3 separate regions of the Sus scrofa genome follow, and regions 1 and 3 are each linked to region 2. The links are chromatin contacts, called in public HiChIP or PLAC-seq maps. All regions are on one chromosome and are shown on one strand. Each heading gives the region's core, a stretch centred on a gene start, on an enhancer-like site or on the middle of the called end of the contact. The rest is flanking DNA. Distances are from core to core; before and after follow the strand shown.

What was found. HiChIP or PLAC-seq counts read pairs in DNA pulled down with a chosen protein or histone mark.
Region 1: an H3K27ac HiChIP or PLAC-seq map of alveolar macrophages shows a contact between it and region 2. The contact joins the promoter of METTL18 here to the promoter of BLZF1 in region 2. A contact is called at or near these places in 1 of 5 promoter capture datasets (liver) and 1 of 2 datasets of contacts at active chromatin or transcription factors (alveolar macrophages).
Region 3: an H3K27ac HiChIP or PLAC-seq map of alveolar macrophages shows a contact between it and region 2. The contact joins the promoter of SCYL3 here to the promoter of BLZF1 in region 2. A contact is called at or near these places in 1 of 5 promoter capture datasets (liver), 2 of 47 Hi-C or Micro-C datasets (blood and liver) and 1 of 2 datasets of contacts at active chromatin or transcription factors (alveolar macrophages).

Annotation. Positions count from the first base shown.
Region 1 is chr4:81,214,222-81,217,861 of Sscrofa11.1, forward strand. METTL18 (histidine protein methyltransferase 1 homolog) reads left to right here and starts at 1,886. Exons shown (of 2, transcript XM_021089436.1): 1 at 1,886-2,040; 2 at 2,995-3,640. The coding sequence starts at 3,205. It overlaps C4H1orf112, which reads right to left and starts at 1,873. Exons shown (of 24, transcript XM_001928004.6): 1 at 1,694-1,873. The coding sequence starts at 1,804.
Region 2 is chr4:81,637,987-81,641,956 of Sscrofa11.1, forward strand. It overlaps BLZF1 (golgin-45), which reads right to left and starts at 1,802. Exons shown (of 7, transcript XM_003355067.4): 1 at 1,427-1,802; 2 at 23-96. The coding sequence starts at 53. NME7 (nucleoside diphosphate kinase 7) reads left to right here and starts at 1,921. Exons shown (of 13, transcript XM_021089439.1): 1 at 1,921-2,055. The coding sequence starts at 2,053.
Region 3 is chr4:81,132,757-81,136,214 of Sscrofa11.1, forward strand. SCYL3 (protein-associating with the carboxyl-terminal domain of ezrin) reads left to right here and starts at 1,279. Exons shown (of 14, transcript XM_001927973.6): 1 at 1,279-1,760.

The sequences.
Region 1 (3,640 bases), core at 636-3,135, 420 kb before region 2:
CCATGAGTTTGTGGGTTCAACCGTTGGCCTCGTTCAGTGGGTTAAGGATCTGGCGTAGGCCAGCAGCTGTAGCTTGGATTCGACCTCTAGCCTGGGAACCTCCATATGCCATGGGTGTGGCCCTAAAAAGCAAAAATAAATAAATAAATAAAAATTTTTTAAAAAATAAAAAGGCTTCCTGTACTTGTGGATCAAATAGAGTGAGGCAGTTGGGAGAGAAGGACAAAGCTTAAAACCTGAGGAGCCTTGAAGGTAAAAGTTTAGATTTTATTACTAATTTGTTAAGAAGCCTGGGGAATTACACAGTGTTTTCCACTCTGAACTTCTTTTGGAGAATGGATAATAAGAGGACATGAGTAAGAGAATTATTATTTTTCTTTCTATGTGCTGCACCTAGGGCCCTAAAAAGTAAAGGGAAAAAAAAAAAAAAAAGTCAGAAACAAAAGAAATGCTGACTGGATGTGATAAAGAGAAGATTGAAGGTTTTGGCTTGAGAAATCATTTATATAGATGAAGAAAGTTGGGGAAAGAACATGTTTGGGTTAAGTTTAAGATGCAAAACCAAGTGGGATGTTGATTTTCAATTACTGAAATCTCCCTATAACCTCAAGGGGTGAAAGAGGAACCATGTTCCTTTTCTCTGTTCCCCCAAAGATTAATACCCTCCCTGGTACATATTATGCATGTAGTAACAGATGAGGAGGACGACTATTTGTTTTCCAAGCCAAATTCCTTTAGGACAGCAATTCCATACCTACATAAGGACTAAGAAAAGGCTTTGGTACCTATGGCAATGCCCAGGAGAATGACTTCGATGTGACAGCAATATTTACATTTGGCCTCTACTGTAAAGTATTTGTGCAGTATTCAGACTCTCTAAAGTGAAGGGTTTTTTTTTTTTTTTTTTTGAGTGTATTCTTATGAAGTTTTATGTCCTCAAAGCTGTTTAAGAAATAAACAAAAATTATCCTTTAACATGAAGGGCTAGGACTTCAAGCACATTACAACCAAAACAGGATTAGCCTGATTAAAAATAATCCGCACCTGGACAACGCAGGCCTTAAATACCTCAAACCCAGCTGATCAAAGCTAATGACCAAGAAAGCAACTCCTATTCCCCAGCAATAAAGGAAAAAAGGTTCGAAAATGGGAGGGGAAGAACACTTTTATTTACTTAACATCTTTTACAGACTTGGCATCATGGGAGAACTACGTCCTTCAATTTGATTCTCACAATAGTGAGGAGAGTATTCATTTTCATCACCCATTTTAGAGGTAAGACCTCAGAGTATCTCCTCTCTCTACTACCTTCAGAGTCAGCTCAGCTTACCTCTCAAGTCTGAGTCCTTGCCTCCCCCGCTCCCCCCATGCAGAAGTCACACTTAATTGCAGGTACAGCACAACGCAAAGGCCCAGCGGAATGGAAGAAAACGCCACATCCACTGCCAAAATCACTGGCACAACACCTCTGCGAGTCCTTCCAGGGCCAAAGCCAGGCATGACTTCGGCCTCGGTACCTACGACTCTTTCCTGCTTTTCATTCCCTCGCTTATTTATCTCGCTTAGCAACAAAGAAAGCAAGAGGGTTGAAGCCGCAGGAACACAACACGGCCCCCGGGAGCCGGGATGAGGCACAGGAGGGAAAGTGAAGACCCGCCCCACAACCCTAAGTAGAAGTGACAATGAAGGATATAAGGAGCCGAGGCAGGACAGACGGCAGTTCCCGGCGGCAGACCTCCTCCGGCCAGCTACTTAATTCTTCCAGGGCAACCGCGCTCGCTGGGACCGCCCGTTCCTGAGACATCGTTTAGCTCTACTACCAAAGCTTCCAAGCGCTCCCGCCAAAGCCAAGACCGGAAACCCCCACCGTCCCGGCAGGCCTTGCGAGCCAAAACCATAGAGAGCAAGCGCGCGCCTTTCCTTGGTGAGTCCAGGAAGAACACGTCTGGGAAGAGAGTCGGGTTTGTCTGGCCTGAGGAGGACTCAACTCACTGGTGTGCACTTTCAGTCTGGAGGGTCTGGCTGGAGTTCTCCCACCCGGTGAGCTGCGAACCTGCGGGCGGGCGAGCTTCCCCAGGTCTGGATCACGTTAGTGTTGCTTTGAAACGCTGGAGATGGGGGAGGGGGATGTGAGTCCCTAGATTTGCTATCCTCCGTCCCTTGGGGCTTTGAGATTGCACGTCTGGAGTTGGGTTTGACCCGGGACCTGCAGCCGGAAATGACCCCAAGCCCTGCGGTGTAGGGAAGCAGAAACTACTCACTTAATGTGTGATCCTTCCCTGTATATCATAAGTAATGAGGATAAAGACCCCACCTGCCAGAATTGTTGTGCAGATCGAAGCAGTTGGTATGTATTAAGTGTCTGCACAATAGGTAGATGCAGAGAAGAGTCTCGATAAAGTTCCTCCCATTTTCTACGGGCCTCTTCACCTAGCTCAGTGCCCTTATTTTGTGTCAAAGTGATCTTTACTAATTTCTCCACAGGTACCCGACTCCCATACCCTTAGAGCTGCAGATGGCCGCTGAATGTTTGTAGTGAGGTCATTTGTATGAATTTACACACACCAGAGTATACCTGTGCATGTTTTTTTAAAAGGACGCTCATTTACCAAGTATAGGCTTGAAGTCGTTACTCGAAACTGTAACAGACTGAAGTGAAGAGATTCTGGCTGTTTGGGAAATAAATATGTTTGGGCAAGGTTATGACGGATGATGCCTGAGAATTTTGTACTTCTGTTATTTCTAGTTGTTGCCGCTGTTGTCATTTTGTTTGTTTTTATAGTTTATTCTTTTTTCCAGCTTTTGAACCCTGAAGAGTGTGTACGTTTCCAAATGTCTTCATCTCCCTCCACAGCATTCATAGAAAAGGCAGCTGGTTGGGGGTGGGGCTGGGGACTGGGGGCTATTGAATATTAGGTGTAAACCAAATGTGTCATTTTGCTTTTTAATAACAATTTCCTTTTTTTTTTTTTTTTTTTTTTTTTCCCCATCTAGAGCTAAATTGAAAGAAGAGTAAAGACCTCTAAAAAATCATCTGGAAATATCCCTAAATATTTGTAACTGTGTATAAGCAGCTAAAGAGAAGTAGGCCTCCAACAAAATTAACTAAATAATTGAGGCAGGGTTTTGTGCGTGTCATCAGTTCTATCCAGAAGTTGAAGAATCTTCCTTTGAGTTTAAGGATTGTGTGCACTTAATGAGAGAATGCCTTTTCAGTTTAATTTCACAATAGAAGACCATCTGGAAGATGAATTAATACCCCTTGAAGATGGAGCTTTGGCCCTGGATTTCTCTAAAGAGTCTTCAGTCTCAGAAAGACAAAAAGGTAAACACAGTGATAAAAAATCTTCTACAGAACAGTTTGACTTGCTTCAGGATCTTTTGTGGGAACATCAGTCAGGGGGAAATGCAGCTCCCTCTCAAGACACAGACCACTCACTCAATGGAACGAACAGTTTAAGTAACCTGGAGCCATATGAAAAAAAGCCCTGCTTGAGAGTTGCCAAAGAACATGCTCTGCCTAAAGATTTAAAGAAAGTGTTAGAAAGTAAAGTCATAGAAACATTACCAGGCCTTCAGCATGTTAACATATCAGTAGTGAAAACCATCCTTTTGAAAGATAACTTTTCTGGAGAAAACA
Region 2 (3,970 bases), core at 552-3,051:
TCATCAAAGGAAGAAAACTTACCTTTGGTTTCTAAACCTTCAAGAGTAGTCATTTTTTTAAAAATGAAAATGTACCCCGGGCTTCTACTGAAAAACCTAAATATGAATAAAATGAAATAATTAAAACAATACCATATAAACACATTCATTAAGTCCCTGTCATTTAAAGATTATGATATTCTACTTGCTTCTTCATTTAGTAAACCTGCATTTAGGGAGTGCCCCTTACACCCCTTTTTCACAAGGTGATATTGTTATGACTACCCAATGTCTTAAAAAAAATGAGAGGTGGTTTACTTTCAAATTCCTGCTTCACTGGTATACTCTAAATTATCACCTATATACTCTAAATTATCAGATATGCGTCCTTAAATTTAGCTCAGAAATAGTACTGTAGTTACTACAGGTGCTCTGTATTATTGATAGATACCAGGAACTTAAAAGTAATTAGGAATTCCAGTCCTGGTGCAGTGGAAACGAATCCGTCTAGCAACCGTGAGGTTGCGGGTTCAATCCCTGGCCTAGATCAGTAGGTTAAGGAACTGGTGTTGCCATGAGCTTCGGTGTAGGTCGCAGAGACAGCTTGGATAGTGTGCTGTTGTGGCTGTGTTGTAGGCCAGCAGCTTAGCTCGGATTCCACCCCTAGCCTAGGAAACTCCAAATACTGCGGATGCAGCCCAAAAAAGGGGAAAAAAAAAGGTATTAAAGTAATTACCTTCTCAGGAGACATGGACACTATTTTGTTCACTACATGACAGAGGAGCTTCTGTTTAGATGTTTAACAAGTGACAAAAAATTCATAATAACTTAATTTGCATTTCTTGGTAAAAATTAAAATGTCATAGCATATATTTTCAGAATGTATGCATGACCTTACTAAATCTTAGTCTTACTAAGATTCAGGCGAGAACATGAGAAGGAAGGTAATACTAATGCAGTGATCACGAATGATGAACCAGGCACTAGATGACAAATGGTTTCACTCACAAAAATGATAACTCTTGAGTACTCGATATAACTCAGCATAGCGTCTTCCGTGCCTACCTTCCTTAAAAGTCACACCCCCGCCGCCACTGTTCTGAAAAATAGCTCTCCAAAGACCCTTCGCAAGAGCAATGAACCCTCGGAAGATGCGCAGGGAAATGTACAAAGGTCTGCAGGCAAATACTAATTGAAGGGGGTGGGGGTGGGTCTGGAGTGTGTAACAGGTATGAAGGTGGCAGGAGTGGAAGCGACAATCCTGTCAACCTCTGCCATCCCCAGAAGTCAAATCCAAAGTTCCGTCCCTGTCTGAACAAACCTTCCTGGAACAACGGGCAACCTTTCCTTAAATCTAAAGCGACTGAATGAACAACACACTTCAATCCAAACCTCTGTCCCTTTCCAAAATCCCCTCTCAGTTACACAAGCCCTTTCCTGGACTTACCTCTCAGATTCTTACTCTCCCAATTGCAGGGGGCCTCACTTTACAGGTTCTTTGGCTAGATATCACGGGTTAACTTCCGCGCACACTCCTCTAGCATTCCGAAGCCGATCCGCCCCAACCTTGGGGACATCAAGCTTTTGGTTCACGGCTAATTACTTCCGATTACTCAGGGTTTCGTTTCCGGAATACTTTTCAGAAGGAAAACACTTTTGGTGCCATTTAAACTCAAGTGACGCAGTGACGCAGAATATACGATTCAAGACTTCAGTAAAACAAAACTGGGTAGACTCTTATTAAAAAATAAAAAAAAGAATACTTGGACCCTAGCCGCATATAAGCCTGAACTTCCGGGTCGCCTTTCAACCAAACGGAAGTGATGATGCTGGAAAGAGGTAGGTGGTGTTCCGTTGCTCCAAGCTACGGCGTGAAGGGGCGGGTCGGTCGGCTGGGTGGGCGGAGCTCTATTTACTCCCAGCCACTAAGGACAAAGGGGCGGGGTAGTGGCGGCCCGCTCCGAGTCCGGCAGTAGGTGGGGCTCTGTTGCCAGAGTAACCTGGCGTTGGTGTTGGTGTAGGTGTTTTCCAGTCGCAAAGTTACCTATTTCCTGGTGCTGAGATCCCGAGGCGATGGTGAGTGCAAGGCGGTGTCAGAAGAAAGGCATCGCGGTCTTGTTTATGCTTTGTCCCAGGTCCTGGGGCGTCTGGGCGTTGAGAGGCATCCAGATCGCTTCTACCTTCGGCTGGTTATTTCTTTGTCCCTTTCCAGGAACTGTCCGTGCAATTTCCTCGCTTTCCCTACTTCTTGCAGCACCCTGAATTACACTTTGGTCCTGCTGAGCCTGTAGAGTATTGTGACAGGAAGTTTAAGGCTAAGACACGGAGTCTAGTAGTCTGAGGTGAGACCTTATTTCGGTCAAACATTGGAGATGTATGCATTTTTCATCATTGCATTTTTTTCAACCTCTCAGCTTCACTTTAACACGCTTCATTTAAAAGTATGTGGTGATGTTTATTTGACTTTTTCATGACTGATCCGAATCTCTCTGAATCCTGTAGTCTTTGCTCTCTTGAGGGCCGAGTACCGTTCCACACCCTAAGGGCCACCTAATAATAGCTGCATTTTGCACTAGCCCTAAATTATACAGTTGATTACCTTTTAACAGGAATACTCCATAATATCACTTGGAAATCACTTCTGGAAAATTCACTTGCTAGAGCTTCACCTTCAGAAATTCTGCATGAATAGAAACAGGCTCCATATTTGCATTTTTAAAAAAGCCTATAGATGATTTTCATTCGATCACATGTTCGAGAATGCCAGGTATGGCTATGAAATTAAATATGGAGACCCACCCAGAGTTCCCGTTGTGGCTCTATGCATTAAAAACCAGAGTAGTATCCATGAGGATGTGGGTTTGATCCCTGGCCTCGCTCAGTGGGTGAAGGATCTGGCATTGCTGCAAGCTGCCGCTTAGGATTTAGCCAGAACCTGGCATTGCTGTGGTGTAGGCTTCGGATTGGACTCCTAGCGAGGGAACTTATATATGCCACAGGTGTGGCTCTAGAAAGAAAGAACAGCAACAACAAACAGAGATCCACCCACCACCCCTTCTTTCTCTGTTAGGTCTTGTGTTTCTAGTTCAGAGAAACAGGTATTGAAGGATAATGCTTCCATCTTTGCTCTAGATTTTATTCCCTCCCATTCCTTATAGGACTTTCTGCTTTTGGTTATATTTTTTTCTTTCCTGTGCTTTCAGCCTCTTCCTCACCATTTCCTTCTCCCCCCACCCCCCCCCCCGTGTTCAAGCCATACACCTTAAGAAAATGAAATAAAACAAAAGCACACCCCCAGCCTGTGTTCGTTCAGTTTATTGCCTAGTCCTCCCATTTATCAGTAAACTGCTTGAAAGCATAGTGCTTCCATTTGTATCAAATTCAGCTCTTTACTTTCATCCTCAGCACTCAGTTATCTGAATTCCTCTAATGGCTTCATGAAGTTGTTCTTGCTTAAATTTCTTATGGCCAAATCCAGGAGTTTCTTCTCAAAATTTATTTAGCCTCTCTTTGATAGATGAAGCTCATCATCATTCATTCCTTCTTTTTTTTTTTCCCCACTGGCTTTGCCTACTTTTTAAATGCCATTCTCTGGGATTCATTCCTTAATTTCTTAGTCTGTCCATTTTCTTTGGCTGATTTCATCCACACACAAGTGTTCCACTAATGCCTAAGCATTCATTCTTAAATTTCAGTTTCATCTCAGACCTGGTAAGCATTCATTCTTAAATTTCAGTTTCATCTCAGATCTGGTAAGACCTGGACACTTCTAGCTGGTTACCACAAAGGCCCCTCAAACTCAACCAAAACTGAACTTGCTGTCTTTTCACCTGGCTTTTTTTGTTTCACCAAGTTGATGCTACCACTATATTTATAACCTAAACCAGAAACCAGAGTTTTCCTACACTCCTTTCTCTCCTATGTCTTCTCTGTTCAGTTGGTCACCTGATTCTGGTTTAGTTTCAGATTTCCTCAATTCTTTTTTTTTTTT
Region 3 (3,458 bases), core at 29-2,528, 510 kb before region 2:
TCCTTCCACCACCTTGAACGAGAACCCGGATTCCAGTATCATCTTTCTGGCACCAGTATCAGCTTATTAGTTATGATGAATACTAGAGATGAGGTCTCAGAGAATGATCTCCACTCCTGAATAAACATGGTCTAAAAATTTGAGTCCTCAGCCTTTAGAGATGCCATCTAAGGTTTCATCTCTATTGGTCCTGGAAGATTTCTGGTTGCCAGATGCTGAGAATAACTATGATAACAGAATCCTACCATAACAGAATCCTACCTCTGCAGCCCTCTACTTCTGCTTCTCAACTTTCTAGAATGGCACCCCCCATACTATAGTTGCTATCTATAAGTGACTTTTGAGCACTGAAATATGGCTAGTTTAAATTGTAAAAAATACACATCAGATTTTAAAGACAGTACAAAAAATGTAAAATATCCCATTAATAATTTTTTATTATATTTTAACACCTATCTTCTGGATAGGTGTTAAAAAAAGGCAAAAAAAAAAAAAAAAAAGGAATGAGAGGAATGGTGAAAGAAAAAGACTAAACAAAACACCTATCTTCTGGATAGGTGTTAAAATATAATATTAACTTCACCTCAGAGTTTTTACTGTTTTTAATGTGGTTACTGGAAAATTTAAAATGACGTATGTGACTCAAATTGTATTTCCATAGGACAGTGCTGACGTAGGACAGAGCTCGATCTTCAATAACTTAACAGGACAGATAAAATACTATTTGTGTCTACTTTCTAATAAATACTCATTTCTGAATAAGGGACAAAGTTTGGTCTGATATTTGCTTTTATTTAATCGGGTAAAGAAATTGTGGGGTCCTTGTCCATATTGCTATAGACCAAAAAGAATTAAAAATTTTTAGGTGATCAAATGACTTAGCTGTCAACTGTTAGGTAGTAGAAACGTTAAAAACCAGCGATGATAATAACTACTACTAAGTCACATGCAAGATAACAGAAAAAAACTTGGTTGGAATCATGTAGTTTTAAAACTATCACGTATATTCTTTATTCCACAACACGCTATTAAGTAGCAACGATTAATATTAATAATAAGTACTATTAAGAGTCCTAACTTGACTCCTTGCAGAATTAACTGTAACTTCGCATCTTCTGCCTGAAAGGCTTCAGCGGCAATCACATCAACCTCCGCCAGCTTCAGCCGCGGACCCGCGCTACTCGGCCCACACAGCACAGCCAATCAGGGCTTTGGGGTGAGCTACGTCACTCTTCCGAAAGTCCTCTCCAATTTCCACAGTGCTCCTATTCTCCGCCCGCCTCTTTCCTATTTGTCCAAGGCGGCGGCGGACGGCCATTTTAGATTTGGGCGGAAATGCAGTTCAAACTGTGCGGTTAAAAGCCTGAAAATTAAAATCAAGCCATATTTGCACGTTAAACTTAAGGCCCAAGAAAGCAGTCACCTTCACGGACTAACTAGGCCGCGGGCACAGAGAGTGAACGGCGGAGTCGGCACCGGCGCCCACACTCAAGATGGCACCAGCTTGAGAATCACCCTCGCGGCCGCTCTATCTCGGTTCCGGGTTCCTTCGCTTCAGTGGTGGTGTTGGAGGGCTGAAGGCTGGCATTCTATCCGGCTTCCGGACAGTCTCTATGGTGCCGGAGGGACCAGACCTCAGAAGATTGTGGGTGTAGTGGCCAGAGCGTCACGGGGGAGGTGAGGGTGGTTGGTGTCAACAGGGGGCGAAGAGGGGACCGGAGCCAAGACCCTCGCCCGCCTCCCCCGCCGCCCTCCCGCAGGTAACAGGGAGCCCCACGCGGCGTCCTCCGTCAGTGCGGGCCTGGGCCGCGGGGGAGGGGGCCGGGCCGGGTGCGAGGCGGTGGGCGCGCGCGCCCCGATCTCGGGTCCGCGCTTGGGGCCCGCTCGGGGGCGAGCTCGGCGCGGCGCCGCTGCCGGTTGAGCTCTGCACTCCGGCTCCGCGCAGCCTCTCCTTGCTGAATGTGGGGCGCCCTGCTAACCTGGGCTTCCCGGGCGACCCCCGCCCGGTGCGGCGCTGGCGGCCGGAGCTTTCGAAGGAAGCGAAGGAGTTTCGCCTCGCGGGCAGGTGTGGAAGGTGAGGGGCCAGCGTCACAGGACTGCCGCCCCTGCCCCTCAGTGGTCCCGAGGAGTCGCGGTTGGACCCCCGCTCCCCTGCCCCAGCCCCCTGGCCGCCCTCCTCGCAGCGGGCAGGGCGAGTGTGCGCGGCGGGCCGGGACTGTGCCGGAGGCTGCGTGGCCAAGCCGCGGGAGCCTAGGGTTCCCCGCGCTGGATGCTGCCTTCATTTTCGATCCAAGACCAGTGCCAGGCCCCCAGAGGCCAGTTGGCTCCTGTCTTTGGGTAGTGCTTTTTGTTAAGAATAAAGATGAAACATTTCCCGGAAAATCATTTATAGGAAACCATGTGAGTCCTGAATTTTGGAATCCCTGTTACTATTTTTAAGTATTTTTTTATGCATACCCACATAACATCCCATGTCTTAGCTGAAATCATACGTAGTTCTTTTGGTCCATAAAGGCTTCATTATGTATTGCTGGACTGAGTTTAAGGAATGTATATGTGAAAGAGATCAAAGCAAAGGGTCTGAAGTACTGTTATCACCAGATGGCAGAATACGAATCAATACACGGTGCCCTTTGAACTCCCAATGCAAGCCCTTATGGTTGGAACTTCCAAGCCCAGGGAGCTAGGATCAAGATCATCTCGATTAATTGCTGTGAAATGAACAGAGGGAGAGAGCGTTCCCCGGAGCACACTGATTTCTTAGTTTAGTGTATGAGTTGCCCCATGACCTAGACAAGGGCTTTTAGTCCCACAGGTGGCCCAGAAACTTGATATGCTGGCCAAGGAAGCAAAAGGATGGAGGAAGATAGGTGAACAACATTTTAAAGAGAAGATCATGATGCATGTTCATGTCAGAAACTGGCTACCCAGCGTTTATTAGAGGGTGGAGATGGTAAATTCTGCAAAATACCCATGCTAATATCACAATATTAGAATATCCTTTTCTGCATTTTTGTGATTTCTTAATTTCAAAGTTAAAAGGTTTTATGTTTCCCCCTTAACTCCTCAAAACAAAAAAGAGCACTTTGGAAGTCCAGATATTTTTCTTTATCAGTATTACATTTCAGTAAGCCAGTTTTAGCTGAATTAAATAATTTTTAAAACACTTTGTATCAACAGTTTTGATGCCTCTTAGGAGACAGTTTTGTGAAGTTAAGAATTAAGAATTACTGCTTTTAAGACATCTTCAAATTACAGTCAACAGTACATCTTATTTCCCCTTAATGAAGTTTGCACTGGACATGGGCTCTAACCCAGCTACTCTGTAAGCATTGCACGGATAGTATCATGGACTTCTGTCAGCATTAATCATGCTTTCAAAGCAATGAAATGTTATCCTTTTGAGTTCTTACAAGAAAGGGATTCATTCCTTTTTAATTTTTAGGTGGTATTTTCTT